Linked DNA regions of Danio rerio: region 1 is linked to region 2. A link is a contact called in public Hi-C data. All regions are on one chromosome and are shown on one strand. The core of a region is the stretch at or near the end of the contact, and the rest is flanking DNA. Distances in the headings are between cores, read along the strand shown.

Region 1 (3,529 bases), core at 25-2,524, 91 kb before region 2:
GTAATTGTAAGCTTGACAAACAGTTTTGGAGAATTTGATGTTACCCCAATCAGAGGGAATCCCCAAGCATACTGCCTGAGAGGCTTTTTAATGGTGGCCGCCGAGTGAAATTAACTGCCTTAAATGGACTTGGACACAATCTACACTGTAAAAGCGCTATAGAAATAAAGATGAATTGAATGAGCAGAATCAGTTCAAATGTACTTGCAAAGTTAATGCGCTTTCACACGGAGTATGAGTTGATGGTGCAATGCATAGACACTCCTAAGCTTTACACACGTGGTTTGCTCCTTGTATATGAATTTCTCAGGTAGCTGGATTTCATTATTGACAATCTGACACAATTCAGGATAGTTTTGCCAATCAAAACTAATTCAGGAGTTGTTGTCATAACTGATCAAGACTTAAAATGGCAATTATTAGCATTTTGGGACTGCACTTTGATCCTTAAATTGACTTAATTATCAGATCTTGTAAATACGCCTAATGTGATTTCTTGGTATGAACACTGTTCTCACTGAAAGACATTTCAATTCCTTCTGGTCTTTATTAAGTCATGGACAAATGTATGTTAGCATCCTTCATTTACAAAAGCCATTACCTTTTGGTCAAAAAAGTCGAGACACAACTTGCTTACCTTGTTTCAGGCATACTACAACACTACAAATCATAATTACTACAAAAATGACAAGCCTGCAGTGGCTTTCAGAGGCTTTTTCAAAGATTTACTCCTCTGTTACAAACTTACTGTCACTTTTGTCAACACATACAGTATGTAAAAGGTGATCAAATTATCAATTTGAATACATCGATTATGAAAAGAGCAACAAAATAAAGAGTAGTGTTATAAAACATTTGTCAACTGGTGTTCAAGTAACTCCAAACTCTGTGTGCTATATGTTTCTTTGACCACTGGTAAAGTAAAAAAGTTGTACAACGTGTCACAGTGCAAATCCCATACAACTCAACTTCTTTTTAACACTTAGTGTAGTTGTACAGACGGCAACCATTACCCAAAACTCCCCCTCCAGCTGTGAAGCTCTCACTCTTTCCAGCCCTGTTTAAAAACTGCTGAGAGACGCAAAGAACAACAACAGACAAAACTCTTTCACTCTCACACCCTCTATATCAGTCTTCCAGGAGCATCTGCTGATGATCTCCTGACCTCTCAAGCTACCCCTAAAGCTTTCCCTCGAGATTCTTACCGTAAGTGTCCTGTGGAGTCACCGCAGTGTTTGTGTGTATGGTAGGTCTACTGAGGTTCTCGAGTGACCAAAGTCAGCTAGAGTCTCCTCCTCTTTGTCTTGCTCTCTTATTTTCTCCTTCTCCCCCTCCTTTCTCGCTTCTCAGCCTTCCATCTGCTCTTACTTTGGGCTGATGGGAAACAGGGAGAGCAGGCATTTAGCCTAGACTCATTCACACACGCACACACACGCTCTCACACACACAAAGACTCAACCACTCACATGCAAGATAAACAAGGAAGAGGGGCGGCAAATAGCATTGCTCTTCGGTGTTACTCTTTCGTTCAAGTTTATCTGAGGTAAAAACAAAAAAAAAAAAACAACCTCCCCCTGATTTCCTTAGAAATGAAGTCACTGTTAAACTTTTGTTGAGATCTCTACACAGATCTTGGTCTCTCTTTCTCTCTCAATCTTACTAGAAAAGTATCGATTTCCTGCACACCAAAAAAGGAAGCAACACATTTTTCTCCCCATTCCTCTAACCGCTGACAAAGAGCAGCAGTACTGAGCATGTTCACAACGACTGCACGGCCACACACAGAATAACACACATAATATATACATTTATATACAAAGTATATAAACAAGACCTTCAGTTAATTTTATATGTAAATACTTATAATCATAAATTCATAGAGAGTCAAGCATATCCATGGCATAATCTGACTTAAAGTCACATTTGTTCAACCAGCAAGTTTTTTTTTTTTACTTGAAATGACACTGGCGTCTCCCGAAAGATAATAAGACAAAGAGGCATCATTGTGGGGGGAAAATATATATACATTTCTTAGCTTTTATCTACATTTAAACAAAGAATTTTAAGTCAGAATTGGCAGCCAGGGGTATAAATAATTTCAGGCTTGACTATTCATTCATTCATTTTTTTTCAGCTCAGTCCCCTTATATATCAGGGATTGCCACAATGGAATGAACCACCAACTTGTCCAGCATGTTTTACACAGCGGATGCCCTTTCAACCCAACATGTTGAAACAGCCATACACTCTTGCATCCACACACATACACTACGGCCAATGTAGCTTATTCAATTCACCTATAGCATGTCTTTGGACTGTGGGGGAGGAAACCCACACGAACACTGGGAAAACATGCAGACTCCACACAGACATGCCAAGTGACCCATCTGGGACTCAAACCAGCAACCTTCTGGCTGTGAGGCGATCGTGCTACCCACTGTGCCACCGTGATATATAATATAATATAATATATATATATTATAATATATATATAATATAATATAATATATATATATTATAATATATATATATATATCACGGTGGCACAGTGGGTAGCACGATCGCCTCACAGCCAGAAGGTTGCTGGTTTGAGTCCCATATATATATATATATATATATATAGGTTATTAGGTTTATTTATTTATACAGCAACAGATAAGACAACATGGAATACATCCAACAAACCCAGAGTATATACAGGAATCAGAGAGTGGAATTCAATACCTTTTAAGACCTTTTTAAAGACTCTTTGCATACATTTTAAGACCCTAAAATCACTTTTTAGCCAGAAACACTGGTGAGATTTTGACGTACAGTATATTTACTAAAAATTAATGTAAGAAACTAATCCAAAACTGAAACATTGTTCATATACTGAATACAAATCTAGCTAATTCAGCAAGTTGGTGCCTGTAGAGCTGCAGAAATAATGGTGTTGCCTTGGTTACTGCAGTAAGCAAAGCAGCATGATGTCAAATCTAGTAGGATTTCATTGATTTCATAAGCTACACAGCATCCTGATATTTGCAGATTTAATTCAGGCAAACTTTAGCGTATAACCATACATTGCATAATCAAAAATGATATAAAATTTAGTTCCTTGCTAAATAACATTTAAGACGTTTTAATACTTTTTAAGGGTCTTAAATTTCTGTACATTGATTTATCAACTTTTAAGACTTTAAGAGCCCGCGGACAACCTGCACACAGCATCAACAGTAATTAACAAGACACCAGATAGGTACAACAGGATCATTTTTCTCCCAATTTAAAAGCTCTTTCTAGGAGGTGTAGTTTAAGTTTCTCTCTGAACAAAGATTCATTGGAAATTGTTCTAATGGACATAGATAGCCCATTCCACATTTTAGGACATACTACAGAGAAAGCTCAATCTCCTTTTTTCTTCAGTTTGGATCTGGGAACTACTAGCTATTTCTGGTTCGATGACCTTAAACATTTGCCAGATATTTAACAGCAATAAGATTAGAGAGATCAGTCAGAGCCTGGGCATTTAATACCTTAAAAACAT
Region 2 (3,404 bases), core at 282-2,781:
TCCGGTTTCCCCCAAAGTCCAAAGACATGTAATATAGGTGAATTGAATAAACTAAATTGGCCATACAGTATGCATGTTAATGAGTGTATATCAATGTTTCCCAGTACTGGGTTGCAGCTGGAAGAGCATCCACTATGTAAAAAATATACTGGATAAGTTGTCTGTTCAGTCCACTGTGGCAACCCTTGATTAATAAAGGGACTAAGCCAACGAAAAATGAATGAATTAACATATTTTTACCTTTATTGTGATAGGACAGTAAAGGAAGCGGCATGAAATGTTGGAGAGACAGAGACGATGGGAAAAAAGTCCACACCTACAGTTGCAATATGTCGTCACACTGACCACTAGTCTTTTGGCAACAATGCCTGATGCTTTATTAATACTAACATTTTTTTAAATACAAGATTAGAAGGTTAGTTTACCCAAAAATAAAAATTAACACACTATTTACTCACCCTCATGTGGTTCCAAAATCTTTATTAGTTATTAATATTATTCTTTAGCTGAAAAAATGAAAAATATATAACCATGGACTTTCATAGTATGAAAAAATATATATATACTATGGAAGTCAATGGTTACAAGTTCACAAATTTTCATTTTTAGGTGAACAAACATTCAATACCTTTAATACAATACAGTCATTTGGCATTGATGCAGTTTTTACAGGGATTAAATCCAAAATCAAAAAAGCCTAATTAACTTTGGATGTCAGTTTAAAAAAAGAGTTTTAGGAGAACTGAAGAAAAAAAAGCGTTCTGGCTGCTCGACTTTTGGTGGAGAGTCAATTAGGCAGAGAAAATGTCACATGTTAGTGCAAAATCATGTGACACTGGAACAGTAGCTATGGAAACCATGCACTGTACCTGCATTCAGGTTCTCAACATTTATAGATATACCCATTTCTATTTATAGACAGAAATTCCCTGCATAGAACTCCCTATTCGCTTTTTCCCCCACTACTGTATATTGAATACTGAATATTCTTCTACTTTTCCTATTTTGTTATCTCCTCCCAAGATTTAACTTAATGAGACAAGATACATAGGTAATGAGGAACTGTAAAGAGATTCACGAATGTTAAGCTAGTATGACTCAGTTATTCAGCTTTTTTTTAACACCACAATTCTGTGGCTTTCCATGCTGCATATTATTTTTGACAGTCGCCAACTGCATAATTTAGTATTCTCCCACAAATAAGTACACAGTCCATGAGGTGTTTCTATGAGGTGGTGTTAGATTGGACAATGTAGCTGAGAATAGAGAAGTTACAGTGTGGTTAAACCATGGTGTTAGACATGGTGTCAAGAATGTGAATTGAGGCAGAAGTGTTATATCACTCATTCGTGATACATGTTCCAGCATCTCCTGACATCCCTAACACTTCCATAACGTGCAACACCTGGATAGGAGTTTTTCAAAGTATTCTGTGCCAAAGTACTTTGTGCTACATGCTGTTTACACAGTCTTTCGCTTCCATGCCTTTCAGCCCCGCCTTTTCACCTCGTCTCTTCTTTTCACTCCCTGTCTGTCTTTCACTGGAGGAAAGGGCACTCAGGGGTGAATGATTCACATAAGCACAGTGAGAAGCACACTAATGTGGCTTTTGGAGATCACTGAAGTGCAAGAGTTAAAGGGGAGTTCTTTCTGCATTTTCACAAAATCGTCTAAAAGTGTGATCGACAAACTGAACAAGTGCAGGAGAAGAAGGTAAAGCAGAAGGTAAACAAACTAGCACTAGTGTTTAAGCAGGGAGCATGTTTACCTCAGTGCCAATGCCACTGAGACAAGAAGGTAGAAAAGAAAATAAGATATACAGATAGAAAAAATATGAGGTACCAGCCAGATTGAGGCTTCTGTGGTAGAGGAATGTTTCACTGGGGGCAGATAAAATAATTTCGGAGTCATTTCCCCCTGGCTTACGATCGCTACATGTGGATATTCTTAACTCTCTGTTGCTGGGAATAATAAAAAAAGCATTTTAATGGGAGTATGGTTTACAACAAAACAATTTTAATCTTATATTTAATTTTATGTTTAATTCAATGTTAAATCCATTTTTTTTCCAAATATTTGATTTCCTTTTCTTGCATAAAATCTTATGTAATATTATGTAGTTGCATTCTTAAACTAAATAAATAATAATAATAATTATTTAGATGAAAGATTATCTACAAGGAAAAAAAACTGCCGTATCATCAGGTGACTGAAAATAAGTATACACTGTAAAAAGCAATGCCTTTACTTAAAAAAGTGAGCAAAGCCATTGTACCTTGGAACTGTTAAGTTGATGTGACTTCATTTTTATAATTATGCACAGTTCATTTACTTTAAAAAAGCAAGAAAATCCCATAGACTATATAACATATGGACGTAGTATCCGTGACATCACCCATGGGTTTCTAAAGTGCACAAATGAAGCTACAAGTGGGCGTGGCCAACTGTCGCTATTTTGTTTGGCGCGTCATCGCACCAACCGGAGGTTACCAAAAAAGGGCAATGAGGCGGAGCATCAGTGGAGCTACAGATGGCTGCTGGAATTTTGCTTTTCTTTGGGAGAAACGCTTAATACTTCATTACCTGCGACTCGTTTGTGTTCTGATTGCATGGGCTTGGTAGTATACTATAGCAATAAAGTGTTTAAAACACTGTTGTAATACATTGAGCCACTAAGCATAGTTCTTGTGACATTTTTCTACAGGAGGAAAACGCAAATTACTTCCAAATACTTTAAATATAGTTTGTGTTAGTAAATGCAAGGTTATTTATGAAATCCAGGCATAACACTGTATGACAACATTTCAGATGACGGTTCTAGAGCCTACAGAAAAGAAAACTATAAAAGATAAATTATTAATAAAGCAAATACATTTATAGACAGGATATATAAGTATTTAATTTCACTGAAATAGAGGCCACATTAACGGTTTGTGAACACAATTAAGTGCACACAGCATGCCATATTATCTGATAATTGTAGGAAATAATTTCACAAGGCAACTGACTGTGTAAAGCCACATAAAACAAAACAAAAATGCGATTTATATGCTGAGTTCAGCGACTAATCTGCTGGAATCAGCTGAGTAGACAAGACAGTGAGCATCAAGACCTACATGTATCTGTCACTCAAGTGGCCACGCCCTTAATTATGCAGACTTTATATAACTTAATAAAAATAAAACGGATGAGTTATAAAAACGTCACCCCCTCACAGTTGTCATGAAGGGTATAGTTATATGCACCAAAATCTTTTGTACCAGGCTGTAAACATGTTTTATTCAGCTGTAAAATTTAGCATTGCAGTCAGCGGGATGTTGGTGTTTGGTAAATCCATTTCCTTAAAATTATTAGGTTGAGTCAACTATTGCTTTAAAAAAACAGGTTTACTCTCATTTTCTTTT

The links. A called contact is a pair of places that touch in the nucleus more often than the background predicts.
Region 1: a contact with region 2 is called in a Hi-C map of an unstated tissue, with 2.0 times the contacts expected there. The contact joins the promoter of atp8b5a here to the enhancer-like site in region 2. A contact is called at or near these places in 2 of 18 Hi-C or Micro-C datasets (caudal fin and an unstated tissue).

The regions. Positions count from the first base shown.
Region 1 is chr5:19,968,686-19,972,214 of GRCz12tu, reverse strand. atp8b5a (ATPase phospholipid transporting 8B5a) reads right to left here and starts at 1,274. Exons shown (of 29, transcript XR_012406786.1): 1 at 1,206-1,274.
Region 2 is chr5:19,878,313-19,881,716 of GRCz12tu, reverse strand. The region is part of intron 12 of unc13ba (unc-13 homolog Ba (C. elegans)); the gene reads right to left. Among named protein-coding and RNA genes, the nearest start is that of unc13ba, 85 kb to the right of the region's middle. Within about 2 kb of position 1,531, at least 5 of the 62 cell types and tissues checked have an H3K27ac peak or open chromatin away from gene starts, as enhancers often do.